Regions from separate parts of the Arachis hypogaea genome. Here region 1 is linked to region 2. A link is a contact called in public Hi-C data. All regions are on one chromosome and are shown on one strand. Each heading gives the region's core, a stretch centred on a gene start, on an enhancer-like site or on the middle of the called end of the contact. The rest is flanking DNA. Distances are from core to core; before and after follow the strand shown.

Region 1 (4,787 bases), core at 795-3,294, 51 kb after region 2:
CAAGACAGTGGGCTATATTCTCTTCCAAAAGGAAAACAACAAAATTGGGGTGGTCATGTATTTGTCAAATAATTGAGTGAGTGAGAGAGAGAGAGAAATTAAAGACCTGTGTCCATTCGTTAGTCGTTGATGGAGCCATGATATTAACCAACATTTTGGAATCTGAATCGTTACTTCAAACAAATATGGGGACTAGCTTGCTGGATTTCAATATGCCTATGCTTATACACCATAACAGAAATGGATGGTCGCCTCATCTATCTCACCATCATCATCACATGTATCTATGTACATAATTCATTACTATTATTTAATCACCGAATAATAATAATAATTTATTATCTCTCTCTAGTCTCTACCCTCAATTGTGCCTAGTTTCACGTGCTGATGAGTTTGGTCTAAGATAAACCTTCTATCATTAATTTAATGCAATGGAATATTGGAAAATAAAGGACATTCGAAATCCAACTACAGGACATACAGGTAAAAGCACAAATATCAGGATGAATCTCGAGTGCCTCAACCCCTACTCTCTCTCTCTCTATATATATATATATAATTTATATTTAATAACAAGTACTTTTATAATTATGTATGTGTATAGTCGGTATAGACTATAGAGAATAGCTAATAATCCAGCCCATCACTACATAACATTCTTTTGTGCACAGAGAGAGAGAATCAGATAACTACAAATATATGTAGAGGGAATCCCTAAGGGCTCAATGCCCAAAGCATTATTAATTAGAGAAAATCCCACTTACAATTTGCTTAAATAATTAATTAATTAGTATAGCATATAGTAACAAATTTAAGTTTAATGTCACAAATTTCTCCTTGTAATATCAAATCTTATCCTGAAGAAAAGTAAGCAAGAGACATATTGATGGTATTGTATGAACTATTTATAGTTACAGATAAGGCAGAGAATAGCTAGAGTTAGAGTACTACACAAGCATATATAAGATGCTTTCTGTTCTCTGCCGGGATTTATATATATAAAAGGAGAGATCTAGACCTGCATATATATGTGTATTTGCATTAGGGACTAAACAAAAAAGTTGCAAAGAATTGAAAGGGACAAAAAGCCACTACACTATGGTAGATATTTATGTCACAACACTCGAACATAAATAGACCACGCTTTGCAGTTAAGAGCCTCTAGCTATATACCTATATATATATACTCTTGCATTGTTGTTCTTTATTCTCTCTTGATCTTGCCCCCTTTTTTATTCTATCTTAATTTGCTTTTGAAATGGTTGAGATTTGTTGACAGTAAACCGTTAATGGAATGTGAGATTTGTCAGAAAGTAGTGATCAAGGGAGGAACCATGCATAACCATGTGGTGAGCAACTCAGCTCGCAAGGCCAAAAATTAAAAAAAGAAAGAAAAAAGCAAATAAAGCAGAGATAAAGGGAACAAGAGGATTTTGTAGTCCCCCAAGGGATCTTCTCTTCTTCCCTACCAACATCATTATTCTTTCCCACTTCAACTCCATCTTAGATCTTGCTACTTGCTAACATACTATACACTATACACTCTTCGTTTTATTTAATTTTTTTTTTATTACTTAACATGTATACTATTAGGATTGTTCATTATATTAAAAAAAAAATGAAAGCTAAACATTCACTTATCACGTACAACATATATATGATAGGTGACAAATTTTTAGTTATCTATAAAAAATGTAATATGTTTCTAGCTACAATAAGTACACAGCACTAAAAGATAAATGTTTATGCATACAAACACGATGATAGGAAGTGGATTTTAATTGTTGCCTACCACTACTATATACTATATCTCTTCAATAATTCTTCTATTGAGTCACACTATATGGGCCATGATTAAGTAGTACTATTTTCATGTGAAGGAAAATTGGAAAAATAATACTCTATGGTTAACATAACATACATATATTGTGAAAAAGATAAAGATGGGTGCAATAGAAGATAAAACAATTGATTAGGTTTGATGTAGAACAATCGGCATCATTGATCAGTTGTTGTAAAAGGTGATGAGTGGTGGTAGTGTGATTATGATTATTAGTACAAATATGTGGGTAAGTAGAAGAAAATAAAGAAGCACGCGAGAGGAAGAGGTTGTGAGATTGGTCAACGTTAGAGGTTGAAGGTGGAGGTGGGGCCCACCTTATGCATCACCACCAGACATGAAAGAAACCCAACGCGCACGTTAAAGGGAGAGAGAATGAAGCTATGTATATTATGGGGACCAAACCATCAAATCCATGCCAACTCTACACACCAAAACGTGACCACACATACATCATCCCACTCTCCACTCTCCATTTCCTCCTTTAGCATAATTCGTAACCATAATTCAATCCATTTTAATGTCCCTATGCAAACATAAATAGAAAGAGAAATGTTACTTCATTTTTTCACTTAAATATATTCAATTTAATTTAAACTCAATAATGTCTCAATTGTTTTTATTTGTGACCACCACTTCCACTTTAATTTGTTTGCTTGAGAGATTTTTCATGTGGAAAGACTTTGATGTCCTCCTTGCATTGTCTGCTTCCTTTGCTTTATTTGTTATGTCTCGTATTTCTCTATGATATTTGAACAGTTGGATGCTTCTTATACGCTGCTCATCAAATCACTCTTGCTTGTTGTTTTCTCAGTTATCACTATGCATGTATTTTTTTTATGCTAAAAGGATTAAAATTGATGATAGTCCAAAGATGAATGTGAATGGATTTTTCCGTAGCCTAATAATATTCCACATATATGTAGATTCAGACATCATGCGTGTACCTGTTGTACTTATATATGCACCGATACACATCTATTTATATTATATACAAAATTAAAATTTATATATAATTGTGTTCATATAAAACTATTATTTAATAATATAAATTTTAATTATTAATTTTACATAAATATAACTGTATGTAGGTTTTTATCTATATAAAAACTAATATCAATATTGTCACGCAATAAAAAAGTTAACAGCTTAACATTCTACCATTTTATAATTTTGTCACATAAATATTACTCTATAAGTGTCTATCCTTTTCTTATATTACTATCCAAATTTGATTTCTATCTATAATATTCTAAAAACCATTACAATCACTAACTCTCACGCTCATTACTATTATTAATTACACACTATATATTTTCTCTTATTCACTCATTTTCGAATCATAATCACTAAATTTATTCTCTCATCTTTATGCTCACTTCTACTCATATTTATTATATAAATTAATATCTACTTTATATTTTTTTTATCTTTTTTACATAATCTCATGCCTCTTATTCTAACTTCTCTTCATTTTTGCTAATATTTGCACAATTATTTTTATAATTAAAGTTTTTTTCCTCGTTTTGTTAAACAATTGACTCGTTATGTATTAGAATGAATTTTCAAAAATACTAAAATGTATATTTTTATAATTTTTGTTTTATTTTGTCTAATTGTATTTATTGGTCATATATTATCTTTGTTCGATATATTTTTTTACCATTTAAATATTTTATATTTTTAATATTATTTAATTATAATAATAATATTAAAAGTATATGGTGCTGTAATTCATGAAAATTAAAATTAAAAAACTAAATGTTATTTTCAGTTATTGAAATATTATACCCTCATTTGCATTGTATCTAAAAATATTACTATACAAATTCATACCAAATACAATAAAAAAAACCTATGTAACAAATAACATTATCAAAAATAAGTTTAACATTTCTTTTTAATTTAGATATCCATTCAAATTCTGCGCGTTGTTCTAAATCTAGTTTATTATAATAATCCAAAATATCTATTAAAACCACACATGCCATGACTCATGATGGCTAGCTTATTCGGCAACTTGGATGTATGTTTGATGGTAATTAACGAAAATGGATGGTCCTCTCTCAACCACCATGTAGTTCAACACTTTGACAATTAACCGTTTTAAAATAATTAATTAACTATAAAGGAATAATAGTTCTAGTATGGTTGCGATGCAAGTAAATACAAAATACTCCATATATAGGAAGACTTTGGCACCAATTCACCAGGACTAAGCTTGGTATATATATTAAGTTTAAATTAAAGTAAAAGTCTTAATTAATCTAATCCTAGCTGCAATAATAGAGAATATATTGATGCTATCCACTTTGTATTGCGCATCAATAATTCACCAATTAACCGCTGCATCCATGATTTTCCCACTTCAGAATATTCTTACGACATGCTTTTATATAAATATATTAATTTTATTAGATCGCCATCATAATAAGATGCATGAGAAGGTTTGAAATATTATTGCCCGAAGCTAGCTAGGTTCTGATTATAATAACAATTAATTTTTGAAGCAAATTGATTATAATAATAATAATAATGTTTGTATTAGACTATTAGAGGACAATAATAATATAAAAATGGACCACTTGATGATAGTGGGGAGAAATGTGAAGGAAATAGTGAGCAGTGCGGTGAGACCATAATAATAAGTAGGAGATCAGAAAGCATAGAAAATTCCAGTAAGAAACCGGTCATACACGGTCTTTCATAGAAGAATCTACCTCTCCCTTGTGCCTTGGACTGTTGCTTATGGAAGTTTCATGCATCTTCATTCCTGTGGGCCCTACAGAATGTTGGGGACACATTATTATATCAAGTGTCTCATATAAACAATGTTTCCACATACACTTAATTTAAACATGCTGTTAGTTTATGTTTATTCTCTTCATCACACCTTTTTTTTTTCCTTTAAATTTTGACATGACTTTTATTTTAAGATTTATATTTT
Region 2 (5,180 bases), core at 694-3,193:
AATAGTTGATCCATTATTTATAAAACCTTTTTCATACAGGAATTCAAAGGCTATGTCTTCAAAATCACCGGTGGCTGTGACAAGCAAGGATTCCCAATGAAGCAAGGAGTGTTGACCCCTGGTCGTGTTCGTCTTTTGCTTCACAGAGGTATGATTTTTCTAAAGATTAAAGGTTCCTTCCTCAGTTGACTATAAACTGTTCAATAATACATGCCATTCATTTTTGCTTTGTCCTGCAATAAGTAGGGTGCACAATTCATGGTTTTCATTACCAAGTGGTTTTAGCTCTTTTGACTTACTTAATGTTGATTGCCATGCATCTGGGCAGGAACTCCTTGCTTCCGTGGATATGGAAGGCGCAATGGAGAGCGTAGGAGAAAGTCTGTTCGCGGGTGCATTGTCAGCCCTGATCTCTCAGTTTTGAACTTGGTGATTGTGAAGAAGGGTGACAATGATCTTCCCGGCCTGACTGATGTTGAGAAGCCAAGGATGAGGGGGCCAAAGAGAGCATCCAAAATCCGCAAGCTGTTCAACCTCTCAAAGGAGGACGATGTGAGGAAGTATGTTAACACCTACCGCAGAACCTTTACAACCAAAAATGGTAATTTTCTTATGCACAGAAATTTCTTAGTCTCTTTATGCTTCTGTTGATATGAACCAATATTGGTTAAATTAGTGATGAATTCTAGGCTGAGTAGTGGATGTTTGGTTTCAGGCAAAAAGGTGAGCAAGGCTCCCAAGATACAAAGACTGGTGACACCTTTGACACTCCAAAGGAAGCGAGCAAGGATTGCTGACAAGAAGAAGAGAATTGCCAAGGCCAAGTCAGAAGCAGCGGAGTATCAGAAGTTGCTTGCATCGAGGTTGAAGGAACAGAGGGAACGCCGTAGTGAGAGCTTGGCCAAGAGGAGATCCAAGCTTTCCAGTGCGGCTGCCAAGGCAACTGCATAGGCCCTCGTTTCATGGGTAGTGTGGTGAAGTTGGAAACTTCATCCTAGTTTTTGGTAGTCCTTATTTTCCATGAGGGTGATTGTGATAAACATTTATGGTTTTGTTATTATGTTGAGTTTATTGACAGATTTGGCACTTATTTGTTTGAGAGTTAAATTGAATTGAAGATTTTCGTCTAGCAGAAATTTCCTAACGAATGGATTTATGCTTACTTTGATTATGGCCTTGAAATTGTATGTTTGCAGGGTCTGATCTCAAGTGTTATTACATATAATGAGAACACTCACTTCAACTGGACTACTCTGCAGCCGAATTAAATAACCGCAGGATAGCATTACGCAGGATAGCCATATAATGCGATGGCTTGATAAAATTGGTAGATACATTCAATAAGCAATACTGAATAATATAAGGTTATCCAACAAAGAAAAATGAACAATTAGAACGTGGCAGTGTGCACATTTCCACGAGTTAGCCGTCTAGCCTCCCACCATACCTTTGGGCTTTGGAACAAGATTGGGAGCAGTACGTGTATAACCTTTTGACTTGAGTTTCGATCAGTTGCACTGCACTGTTTGGCAACGATGTCTCGTAAAGCTTTCCTTGGCGTCCCTTATAGGCTCGTCTCCATCAGTGCTTCAAATTATTCAGCTGTATGTATAGGTCTTTCCCTTTTGGGGGGTTTGGTTTCAGGTAAAAATGTTATAATAGGGTGAGATGCTACAAAGGAAGGACGTGAAACAGAGCAGTGAGCGAGAGAATGAACGAGGCAAGAAATGAAAGTTCCAACAAGAGTTTCTGTTTCCTAATACTAGCTTTAAATTTTTAATTAAACAAGAAACTTGCTACATGAAAGAAAGTGGCAAAATCTGCATACTGTGGCTGATTAATAGCTCCATTCAGGGAAGAGTTGAACTTGGCGGGCGAGATCTAATGTTGCTCAATAAGAACAGTTATGCATAACTACCCAACTCCTCAACTAGCGTGAAAAGCCAGGTAGTTGGAGCAGTTGGTCAAAGGAGGTCATCTCATGCATGACATCTGGACGAGACCACAACCTTAGATATGTGTCATTTCAACCTACCTATCATTCTTTTTTAACTACGCATAATCATTATAGACTCGCAAACAAGCCATGAGGTGGATATAATATAACATCATATATACATACATCCATATTCTCTAATCTCTACCACTACGACTCATTCAAAAGTTATTGTTATGTATAAGGTCTGCATTACTTAGCTTGTTCCAAGATTTTTCTGGGGGACATACATACACGACACACATGTATGCTCCTTGCAGTTTGTGAAGTACATTGAATTCCCATTCTCTTTCCATCATGTGCTTAATTTCAGCTACTTCCATGACATGACGAGGCCGGAATCCAGATCTGCTTCACATATGTACCTATAATCTATTATTGCTTTTAAAAAAGATTAACAACAAGCATAGAAGGGGATAATGAACCAGACTCTTATAATTGGCAGAAATTTGTGTATATTCTGAACATATTTATTACATGTTTTTAGGGGTGCACGTTTTGATTCATAAGTAAGTCATATAAAATAATTTAGAGTAAGTGGTTATGTTTGTTGCTAAAATTTGAAAAGAAATGTCGATAAAGACTATTGGTGAATGATTGTTTATTTAGTAGAAAAAGAAAGTGACATTATATATAATAGCACATGCATGTACGAAAAGAGTGGAAGCAGCAAGAGAAAGAGAGAAACCCAAAGAGACGCGCCACTAAGAATAAGAAACCCCTCCCCTCCCCTCTAAGAAAATTAGGTTTGGTCTTTGCACTTTTTCAGTGCATTATTATTTCTTGCGCACTGTATAGTATACTATATGAGATGCAGCAATTTCATTACTCCTTTAATTAATTTAACAAGCCAACTATAATCAATCATTGTTCAGTCCTCCAAATATGCTACCATGCATGCATATGATATGTTACATATATAGCTAGCTGTCTCACTGTCTCTCACTATGGAGAAAGAAGGAGAGGTCAGTAAAGAGCAAGTTGCTGGGCCTCTGCCTCCACCTCCACCTCCGCCTCGACCGCCACCACAGCATAAATGCCCACGGTGTGATTCAGACAACACCAAGTTCTGCTATTACAACAACTACAGCCTGTCACAGCCTCGATACTTGTGCAAAGCATGTAAGAGGTACTGGACACAAGGTGGAACCCTCAGGAATATTCCTCTTGGTGCTTCCAAGAACAAGATCAAGAACAAGCCCAACAAGCGTACCTTCAACACTGCTACTACTACTTCTTCTTCCTCCTCCGGCAAACTCTATTATCAGCATCATGCTGCTGGTTCTACTGCATCATCATTATCATCGTCAGCAGCAGCATCATCAGGGAGCAGCATGGCAGAATATACAACTGCTGCTGCTTCTCACCTTCATCATCAATGGCCCTCTCATGCCAACTACTCTTTCTGGAGTACTACTGTCTGCACCACTTCTTCCATAAGCGCTAATAATAATAATAACAACTCTTCTCAGTCACAGACCAATATCATGCCAAGAACAGCAGCTTCTTCTTCTCCTTCTTTCATCACACCAAATCAATGGCCACATCTCAAATGGAACCACCCTATGCCTCCTCCATGATTGCATTGCATTGCACCATCTCCATCATCATATTATTAATTATTACCAGTTTACCACCTAATGTTTAATTTCGTCATTTCCTTTTCTGGTTTAATTTGTATTAGGTTTGGAAATCTAATTTTAATTTCTTTACCATTTAATTCCACCAAAGATATATATACCCAAACTGACGTCTAAAATGAAGATATAATATGTATAATTGGTGATCACCAAGAAATCAAGAGTGTCCATTTTCTTTCTTAGTTAAAAAAGATGATGGAAGAATTGGAAAAGATGGTTCCGTGTGAGCATTGCGGATCCAAATGCTCTAATATTCGCAACTCAGCTTCTGTGCGCGGTTCACTCATCAGTCATCGCTTTATGGTGCAGTATGCAAAACTAGTTTATTTAATTGTCATTGTTTTCCATTAGAATTAAGGTTAATTTACTTCACATACACTTAGAGGACTTCTGAAAGAAGAAGCTTTAATCAAGCTTTAAGATACTATATAATTAATTTGCTGCGCACATTCAAGCTCACAAAATATTCTACGAACAAACCAACTAATTAAGACATAGCATAAATTAGAGTTGAGCAATAGCGGATGCATAATTTTATCTGTTTGTATATAAATGATTAAGGTGGGTATTTCAATAAAAATTTTATAATTGTCTTCATGTAAAAAAAAAAATTTTAATCCTTGAACGATGAATTAAAGGGATAAATTTTAATATATTATAAAAGTACTATTTTTATTTAAAATATAGCTAAATAAATAAATTATATTTTTATATAAAGTATACGCATAAAAAATATTTTTAATATCTTCATTTATTTAAATGTTAATTATTAATACTAGTCATGACATTTTTACCATGTGCATTTTATTGTTAAGTTATTTCGTCAAACATTATAACATATATATGAATGATGAGACCAAATAGGGATGGAGTTAGACTAACTATTTAGGGGGGTGGCGTTTAATAATTTACTAAAATTATTACTTACTACAAAATAAAAATGAAAAATTTGAGTGAATGAAGATATTGAGAGAAAAAAAATTTTATATTTTATTTTTTAAATAAAGTAAACTATTAGACTAAGTCTAAAATTATTATACTTTGTTAATGTTATATAAAAATTGATTGATTTTTTTTTATGAATGAAATGAGAATTGAAAAACTGTACCAAAAAAAAAGGAGAGCTGGTAAATAAAAAAAAGAGGGATTATGTCTATTATTTTTTTTTTTTAGTCCCCTTTCCATATGTGTAGGTTCGCCCCTGAGACCAAGTCATATTTGGATGTTGAGGCAGTGATTTTTCGAAAAAAGAAAATTTGTAGAAATAAGAATCATATACAAACTATATCATGGACTGTACGTACTCATACACGGTTAAAAAGTGGCAATCATATGATCTAATTCAATTCTTGAATAGTGATCTTGCACGAATAATATAATTTGTGTGGCATGCGTGAAGCTGACTGAAGTTTAATTTGTTTGGTTGTTTAAGATTAAAGTCGACTTCAACATGATGTGATTTGGAGAATCCAAAGTTGTTAAAAGTTTAAACATTGGTCACATATAATGAAATTGAAGAAAGTGGGAGTGGGGAACCTTCTCCA

What was found. Hi-C and Micro-C count contacts between places; a contact is called where the count stands out from the background.
Region 1: a Hi-C map of leaf shows a contact between it and region 2, with 5 times the contacts expected there. The contact joins the promoter of LOC112733509 here to the enhancer-like site in region 2. A contact is called at or near these places in 3 of 8 Hi-C or Micro-C datasets (leaf and an unstated tissue).

What each region holds. Positions count from the first base shown.
Region 1 is chr13:130,647,896-130,652,682 of arahy.Tifrunner.gnm2.J5K5, forward strand. It overlaps LOC112733509 (dof zinc finger protein DOF1.4), which reads right to left and starts at 2,045. Exons shown (of 2, transcript XM_025782479.3): 1 at 107-2,045. The coding sequence starts at 154.
Region 2 is chr13:130,597,363-130,602,542 of arahy.Tifrunner.gnm2.J5K5, forward strand. LOC112733506 (small ribosomal subunit protein eS6) reads left to right here. Exons shown (of 6, transcript XM_025782475.3): 4 at 40-148; 5 at 329-601; 6 at 716-1,136. The coding sequence ends at 951. Among protein-coding and RNA genes, the nearest start is that of LOC112733506, 3.5 kb to the left of the region's middle. Within about 2 kb of position 1,944, at least 1 of the 3 cell types and tissues checked has open chromatin away from gene starts, as enhancers often do.